Regions from separate parts of the Sus scrofa genome. Here region 1 is linked to region 2. A link is a contact called in public HiChIP or PLAC-seq data. All regions are on one chromosome and are shown on one strand. Each heading gives the region's core, a stretch centred on a gene start, on an enhancer-like site or on the middle of the called end of the contact. The rest is flanking DNA. Distances are from core to core; before and after follow the strand shown. Region 1 has its middle 67 kb from the start of RUNX3. Region 2 overlaps RUNX3 (runt-related transcription factor 3).

Evidence for each region. HiChIP or PLAC-seq counts read pairs in DNA pulled down with a chosen protein or histone mark.
Region 1: a contact with region 2 is called in an H3K27ac HiChIP or PLAC-seq map of alveolar macrophages. The contact joins two enhancer-like sites. A contact is called at or near these places in 1 of 5 promoter capture datasets (liver), 9 of 47 Hi-C or Micro-C datasets (blood, embryonic fibroblasts, epiblast stem cells and 2 more) and 1 of 2 datasets of contacts at active chromatin or transcription factors (alveolar macrophages).

The regions. Positions count from the first base shown.
Region 1 is chr6:82,659,495-82,663,631 of Sscrofa11.1, forward strand. No RefSeq gene overlaps it. Among named protein-coding and RNA genes, the nearest start is that of RUNX3, 67 kb to the left of the region's middle. Within about 2 kb of position 2,512, at least 13 of the 83 cell types and tissues checked have an H3K27ac peak or open chromatin away from gene starts, as enhancers often do. A contact at or near this core is called in alveolar macrophages, where this site is marked.
Region 2 is chr6:82,559,336-82,563,484 of Sscrofa11.1, forward strand. RUNX3 (runt-related transcription factor 3) reads right to left here. Exons shown (of 6, transcript XM_021095592.1): 2 at 923-1,206. Among named protein-coding and RNA genes, the nearest start is that of RUNX3, 34 kb to the right of the region's middle. Within about 2 kb of position 1,691, at least 18 of the 83 cell types and tissues checked have an H3K27ac peak or open chromatin away from gene starts, as enhancers often do. A contact at or near this core is called in alveolar macrophages, where this site is marked.

The sequences.
Region 1 (4,137 bases), core at 1,262-3,761, 100 kb after region 2:
TCATCATTGTTTTACTCACACCTAATTCAGCATTTCACTCTTTCTTCTTCTTTTTCTTTTCTTTTCTTTCTTTCTTTTTTTTTTTTTTTTTGACAGCTTTCTTCTATTGGATCTTTCCAAGGACCTTGGTTTTCAGAGACACACCAACCAGCTGTCCTGCTCTCACTCACTTCTCATTGGTGAGGCAGTTACAACTGGCAGCTGTGGGTTCGGGGTGGACCTCACTGAGCCGGCAGGAGGACCTCTATAGCACTAGGCGGTAGCCAGCCGGCCTGGAACATTCAGGACGTGGTGACATCCACTATTCTGCCTTCCCAAAGAAGGGAGAATGTTTCTAAGTCCAGAGAATCCGCTGAATGGAGACCAGGAAGGCACTCCTGACTGTTTTGTTCCCATTTTACAGGTGAGGAAACAGGTGCATGAAGTCACTTCCCCAAGGCCAGCCTAAGACTGGGAAGAGTGAGGGTTTCAGCCCGGGTCTGTCTGGCTCCGTATTCTTTATCCCTACATTTTGCTGCCTCCTTAATGCTCTGCAACCCTGTGAGCCTCTGGCATCCCCCACTAAAAGGAGTAAAGGGTGTTGCGATCACCCACGGGGGATTCAGGGTGCATTGAAAAATCCCACCAATGATGATCATTGTACAGCTATTAATGTAATAAACACATTGCGTAATAAACAATTAAAAAATGAAAACATAATAAATAAAAAATAGAATAAAAATAATAATTAAAAAATATTAAAAAAAATAAAACTCCCACAGAGATGGCGCTGTGCCGGTGTCAGGATGGAGAGCAGGACCCGCAGGCCATGTCCCCAGGGCTCACGCACGTCTGTGGAGTTGGATGGGAGCCGTCAGGGCGCTTTCTCTTTCCCCGTGTCCCCTGGACCTGCTCTGAAGCAGGCGCAGGGCTGGTTTGGGGATGTAAGGGGAAGAAGAAGCAGCCGCCATCAGAGCCCTCAGAGCTCAGTGTCTGGAAGGATCTTTTCAATGCCTCTCACTTCCTCTGGGGACCCCTGGGGCTGTTAAATGTGCAAAGGATGCGGGGGGGCGGGCGATGTTTGGTTAACTTCTTTTAAAATTTTTTCAAATTTTTTCTTATTAAACATTTTTTGTTTTATTGAAGTACCGTTGATTTACAAGGTTATGATAATTTCCACTGAACAACAAAGGGATACAGTCCTGCATATACACAATCCATTCTCTTTCAGACTCTTTTCTCACATAGATGATCACAGAATGTCGGGTAGAGTTCTCTGGGCTCTACAGCAGGTGCCCATTGGCCCGTCCTTGCATATACATATGCACACTGAGGATGCGGAGTTTGGATTCAGGCACATCCGAGTTCCAATTCTAGTTCTCCCACTTGCTATGGGCCACTGGCAAGCTCTCTGAGCCTCAGTGGGAAGGAGAAGACACCCAAGCACCCAGCACCCAGCAGGCAGGAGAGGAGATGCTCCCGCCAGCCAACGGGGACAAGGAGGCCCAGAGGCCAGGAGGCACTCAGCTCTCTGGCCAGGGGACCGGGCAGACAGCAGCTCTGTGCAGCTTCCGACCGTTGGTGGCTGTGGAGAGGGACGCGGTGAGCGGGGGAAATGAAAAGAGGCCAGACGCCGTCCAGGCCGCAGCACGCAAGGGGCGCCTCACTGGGCCACCCGTCCCCTCCCAGGCCCAGAAAGGGGAAGGCGGCCAGACCGGGAAGTGGTCGGCCTCTGATGACCACCTCATGGGGACCGCGCCAGCCCAAGCAGGAAGTGGTCGCCCCTTCCCAGCCCCCACGCCAAGCCCGCCCTGCCTGAGCTCACCCTTGGGAAACAGCTGGGCCCAAAAGTCCCTGTTCTCTGGTATGTTCTGGGAGCAGACTTTATTCTTAGAAACCCAGCTTGGGCTGGGGCCCCTGACTCTGTGGCTGGGGGGTCTTCAGACCTGGGTTCTCGTCCCAGCTCTGCCACTTCCTTGCGTTGAGGCCTTTACCAAGTTGCTTCCCTGTCTGGACCTGTTCCCTGTCTGTGAAATGGGGCAATAATCCCCTACCTGCTACCTCAGAATGAAAACAACAGCCCTAAAAGGTCAAGGCTGGAGAGTCCTCGAGGGCTCTTCTGGTCCCATATCTTCCTATGGACGAGGAGGCTGAGGCTGGAGAGCCAAGGCCTCCAGTGGTTATGTATATATGGTTGCATGTGTGTGGTTGTGTGTGTGTGTGTGTGGGGTCATATGTGTGTATTCCCATAGCCAGATGGTAGCAGGGGCTTCTGAGGGTTTGGAAGGAGCACTGGATTGGGAGCCAGGACCAGGCCGCACTCAGCCCCTTCCTGGCAGTGGGACCTTGGCCAAGTCAATCAACCCTTCTGGGCCTTTTTCTGCAGTGAGGGAACAAAACTTACTTCCCAGGGTTCTGGTGGGGCTCTCTTATAATGATGTCCAAGCAGATTCTTTGTAAACTGTAATGTGCTGTGACCATGAATGGTTTTTTAAGTGGCTCTGGACTGGAACCCTGATCTCGAGGGTTCCTGCTCTTTGCTGCCCTCTACCCGAGGCTCCAAGTACAGGGAGTGGGGTCTGAGCCCCAGGGAGCTGCCTTAAGGGAGGACTTTGCTCCCTTTTCTCCCCACCTCCCACTGCCCATCCCCCCACCCCCACTTGGGTAGAGGCAGCAAATCTCTTCCCCTGATTCCGCTGAGTCACTGGAGGCCTGTTCCTGGAGGGGCCGGGTGTGAAGAACTCACTTTGCCCACGTCAGTAGCCAGAGATGCTATCACCACTGACACCCACTCCTTGGCTCGTGGCTTCTACCCACCAACTCCTCCTTTCCTGTAGGCCAGAAGGGCCCTCCTAGGACCCCCAAGCTCAAGCAACCTTTGTTAGTTTTTGTTTTGAGGCTTTTTTCTTTTTTTTTTTTTTTGCCTTTTTTTTGGGGGGGCCGCACTCACGGAATATGGACGTTCCCAGGCTAGGAGTTGAATCGGAGCTGCAGCTGCCAGCCTATACCACAGCCACAGCAACTCTGAGTCTGTGACCTGTACCACGTCTCATGGCAACACCGCATCCTTAACCCACTGAGCGAGGCCAAGGATTGAACCAGCGTCCTCATGGATACCACTCAGGTTCGTTACCACTGAGCCACAACGGGAACTTCTCAAGCAGCCTTTGTGGTGAGGCTGGAGGAATGAGCAGGCTGGAGCAGACGTGGGCAGCCCTTCCACACCAGGCTTCCTGGTGCATTCTGGCACAGGCCACCCAGGCCCAGCTTGGGGCTTCAGGAGGCAGGGCCTCAGACCAGGGAGTCCTGGATGACAGGGCTGGCAGATGGATTACAGATTAGCCCACCCAGGGGTCACTGGGGTCCAAGGACCTGAAGAAGAGCTGGAAACCCCCAGTTCATGCATAAACTTGTGGTTATATATGTATGGTTGCATGTGTGTTGTTGTGTGTAGGGGGGGTTGTATATGTGTGTATGTGGAGCTTTGTGTGTGTGTGTGTGGATTTCCTGAGGGGTGAGTCCAGATTTCACTAAATTTTCAAAGCAAAATTTAAAAGTTCAAGACCAACGTGCTTCCTCCCCTTTCCCATTTTACAGATGGAAAAACTGAAGCAGAGAGAACTGAAGTGTCTCACAGCCCTCACTGGCAGGATGAGGCGGGGCACTAGTACTTTGACTGTGCCCTCCTTCTTCTGACTCAAAAATAGTCCCTAGGAAGTTCAGAGCAAGCCTGTATCCCATCCTCTTGTCCCAGGACTTGGAGGGTGGCTGAGACTGGAGGAGACTAGGAGAGAGGAAGGTTCGGTCAAGCATGCTGAACAAAGCCCCAGAGCTCCTGCCAACACCACCACTGGCAGTGGCAGCAGCACCACTGTCAGTGTCACCGTCACCACCACCAACCCCACCACCAGTAGCACCATCATCAGCACCACCCTAGTATCACCATCCCCACCAACAGCTCCACCACCATCCCCACCAACAGCTCCACCATCATCCCCATCACCACCACCACCATCATCACCACCATTAGCATCAGCATCAGCACTGCCTCAGTATGCCCATCACCACCATGAGCACCACCATCATCAACATCCCCACCAACAGCTCCACCACCAGTATCAGTAGCAGCACCACTTCAGCATCATCAGCATTGCCAGC
Region 2 (4,149 bases), core at 441-2,940:
TTTTCCCCACTGGTATTTTAAGATGTCACCCGGGAGACCTCAAAGAGCCACTCATCCTTTTTTCCAATTTGGAGTCCTCTTAATGGGACCAAGGACGGCCTCAGCTGCCAGGAGCCGCTGTTTCCAGCCACCTCGGGGCACCGCCACCCCCAGGCTCTGGCCCTTCCTGCCTTGCCCTTTCTCACGGCAGCTGTGAGAGGTTTAGGGGAAAACCAAGGCGTTTTCGTTTCATCTCGCTGCCCCCTTAAAAAAAATGAAAATGAAACAGTCGCCTACTCCCCAGTAAAGAGCAAAAGCTCCTCTGAATGACTGGGGGCTGCCAGGGGTGGCAGAGCCCCCACTCTCTGCCTGACCTACGGGATTCTGGCCGCAATCGTTTAGGGTTCAGTGCCCTCGATCCCGGCCTAGAGTTGCCTGGTGTAAAATTTCAGAAGCCAGGGGTTGACGGTGTGAGCAGGAAGTGTTTCTGAAGCGGTGCAGGAGGAGGGGTGCTGGCAGTGGAGGGTAGGCCCTCTCCACCCTCCGCACCCCACCTCCGGTGGCCTCGCCCTGGTCCCGGGGCTCCTCTGCCCCGGGGCTCGCAGGGCTGTGTTTGAGGGATCCGGGTTGGGGAAGAGCGAAGCCCCATACGCCCGTTTCCGCATCAACGACTCTCTGCAGGGCTCCCCAAAGGTGGAGAGGGCAAACCTCCTAAAAGCCATCCGTGTCGGTGCATCCGAGAAGGAACGCCTAAGTGCCCGGGCGGAGTGTGCAACGAGACCGAAAGCGCCCTTGGCCCGGCTGCTGGGCTCTCGCAGCAGGGTCGCGGGCACATCGCCTTCGTTCCCGGGGCCCTGGCTCCCGGGGCCCTGCCTCCTGCAGCTGAGACGACCGGCGGCGCAGGGCCGGTGCGGTGCCCTCCCGCCCCGGGCCCCGCACTCACCTTGAAAGCGACGGGCAGCGTCTTGTTGCAGCGCCAATGCGAGGGCAGAACGGAGCAGAGGAAGTTGGGGCTGTCGGTGCGCACCAGCTCGCCCGCGTGGTCCGCCAACACGTCCACCATCGAGCGCACCTCGGGCCGGGCGCGCCCGCCGGGCCCCACGGCCGCCTGCGCGCTCAGCGCGCCGCTGTTCTCGCCCATCTTGCCTCCGCCGCCGCCGCCGCCGCCGCCGCCGCCGCAGGGGAAGGCCGTGGAGGGAGGTGTGAAGCGGCGGCTGGTGCTCGGGTCTACAGGAATACGCATAACAGCGGCCGTCAGGGCGCCGGGCGGGCGGCGGCGGCGCGGCTCCCCCAGGGGCAGCCGGCGCGGGCGCCTCCGCCGCCTCCGCTGCCGCGAGAAGCGGGAAAGCAGAAGCAGTCGGGCTGGGGCCTCAGGGCGCAGGGGGCGGCGCCCGGGGACGCCCCGCCGGGGCCCGCCCGCCGCGAGGCCTCGCTGCCCCGACGGCCGCGCGCAGCCGGCCCGCTACTCCCGCATCTTGGGCGCGCAGCCCGCGTGCGGCCGCTCCTCGCGGCGGTCCCGGCTGCCTCGGTCACCGCAGAGCCCGCGCGCGGGCTGTGCTGCGGCTGCTGCCGCCGCCTCCCGCCCCCGCAGCCCGCTAGCGGCCGCCCCACCGACTCTGCGGCCGCAGCCCCAGAACAAATCCTCGAGAATCAAGTGGCGGCGCCGCAGCCGCCCGCGCGGGGTTAGTACCCCGGGGCCCGCGAGGGCGGGGCCGGCCCGAGCGACGCGTCGCGCAGCCAATCGGAACCCCCATCGCTGGCACCTCGGCAGTGCTCGAGGGGGAGGAACGGGGACCGCCGAAGGCCGCCCTGTGGGGAGGGGCAGAAGGCTCCGCCCCGCCGAGGACTCCTGGGGTCGGGGGCCGGCCGCGCTACAGCCCGGGCTCCTCGGGAGTTCTGGGGAGATGGAGCCGAGGCTAAGAATTTGTTTAAAACGTCCAGGCCCTCCAGAAGGCTCTTTTGCTGCTGCCCCTTAACGCGGGGGCTGCAGCTCCCCTTCTGTCGCCCTTCCCCGTCGCCCGCAGCCAGGCCTTTCCAGCTCCAGTTGTTTTCGGCCTGTGAAGCCTAAACTAGGGGTCGCTGGGGCCTCAAGGCTGGTGACATCGAGCGAAGATCTGCCCCCAAAGAGGCTGCTCACCTCCTCTACCTGCCCTCAAATTATTTTGACCCAAGACCCTCCTCCACTGCACACGGAGAAACAACGGCCTCTGCAGCTCCCAGCCCTGTGCGACTTGCGTCCCGGCCTGGGGCCGCAGTGCCAACTTGGGGACGGAGGGAAGGGTGTCCCTCACGCGCCTGCCTCGGCTTGGAGTAGAGTAACCCCATTCCTCTCCGCTCTCTCCTCAAAACAATTTTCAGGATTCCGCAGGCCTCGCTGCGTCGTTCTTCGTTGTGGCGGCCTGTGGGTCTTTGAACAACACGATGGGACCTGAAAAACGCGATTTCTCCCCACCCTCGTGCTCATGTAACCACGGTCCTGCATCGTGAAAGAAAGGACCCGAGTCCGGGGCGAGGAGAAAACTATGCAGAGAGTGCGGGAATGGCCGCAAAGCTAAGGGCTCTGGCTCCCAAAGAAGGGAATTAACACCCACAACGTGGATACAAACTGGCCCCCGTGGGTCCACGCCCGGGGGGCTGCGCTGGAGCCAGGCGGCAGGGACACAGACAGCTCCACCGAGGCACTGTCTCCTCGCGGGCCCTGGGTCCTCGCTCCTACCACAGGCCCCCGGGGCCCAACCACGCCCGGCGGCAAACAGGCAAACATCCCTTCCTCTCCCTCTTCTCAGGCCAGGCAAGCCGGCCTAGGGACGGGTTACATCGGAGAGGGGAACTAGAAAGCTCAAGCCCGCCTTCACTCTGGATTGTCCCTCCAGACGCACTCCCTGGAGTCTGGGCAACGAACGCGTGCTGAGAAACTCCCTGCCGTTTTGGAGATCAGGTTGGATATTCGTTGTTCCTGGCTCTGGGCAGGTGCCAAACGACGGATTCCAAGCCTCGGGAGCATGGAAGAAGAGACTCTGAAGGTGTCGTCCGCAAGATCCCGCCCTGGATCAGACCCCAGCCCCGCATGCCATTTCATCATCGCCAAACGAAATCAAGCCTCGAGTGCGCTCCAGGGCGGACTGGCTCTGGCCCAACCTCGACCACCTGGAGAGCTGGTCCCTACCCCTGTTGGAGTGTCACTTCAGTCCCTCAAGTCATGTAGAGAGCCCAGTTAGGGACCCAGCAAGGGTCCCTAACTGGACCTTTCAATGGAGCCTGCACCTGGGAATTTCAGTTCGCTGGGACCCAGGCCCGCGCGCTCTCGGGAGCGCTATCGCTAGACGCAGAACTAGAAAGTGAGGAACTGGGGCCTTGGCGCGTCCAACCTTTGGGACCTTCCCGCTGAAAAGCCCACCTCTTCATGGCCAGATAGGGCCGGGAGCCGGGGAGGGCGGGTGACGCAGTGCTGCCCTGGATTGGCTTTGGGGCCAGGACCCGCTGCATCTGGGGTTTGTAAATTCGATTTGTCGAGTGGTTTCGGTTTGTACCCGTGCCTTTACCTGTCTCTCCGCCTGATTTCTCCCTCTCGTCCTATGGCGGGTTTACAAACGGGTTTCCTGAGAAAGGGGGTTCCTGTGGGTCTTGGCACCTGGCATACGAACCGGCAAGACTCTAGCCCTAGGGAAGGCGCTTGCTAGTGGTGAGCGCTGGAACCAGGGGATATGAGTTGTTGACATTTGGGTCCCCAGCCAGAGGTCTCCGGGCCCGCGGGTGCAGGAGCAGTTCCGGAATCCACCGCTAGTTGACGCCTGCACTCTTCCCGCAGCGGAGGTGCCCCGCTAGGCTCTGCGCACAGATGTGCGCCAGCTGCAGTTCCCTGTTCAGGCGCCGACCGCCTCCTACAAGCTGCCTTCTGGACAGACATCCCCTCCGATTCCTCACCATCTGTGCGGCCACGTCTCGGACAAACCCCAGGCTCTGCGGTAGACCGAAGGCTGCCCTCCCCTCCCCGGATGGACACGGACGCTCACTTCTCTTAGCATCTCCGACACCAGAGGATTCCTGCGCTCTCTAACCCGCAGAACGTTCTCCCTGACGGAAATGAACAGTCCTTTCCTGTCCTGTTCCTGGGCGCCGGGGACGAGGGGAACCCACGGAAGAACAGACCAGCCCATTTCCAATTTCAGC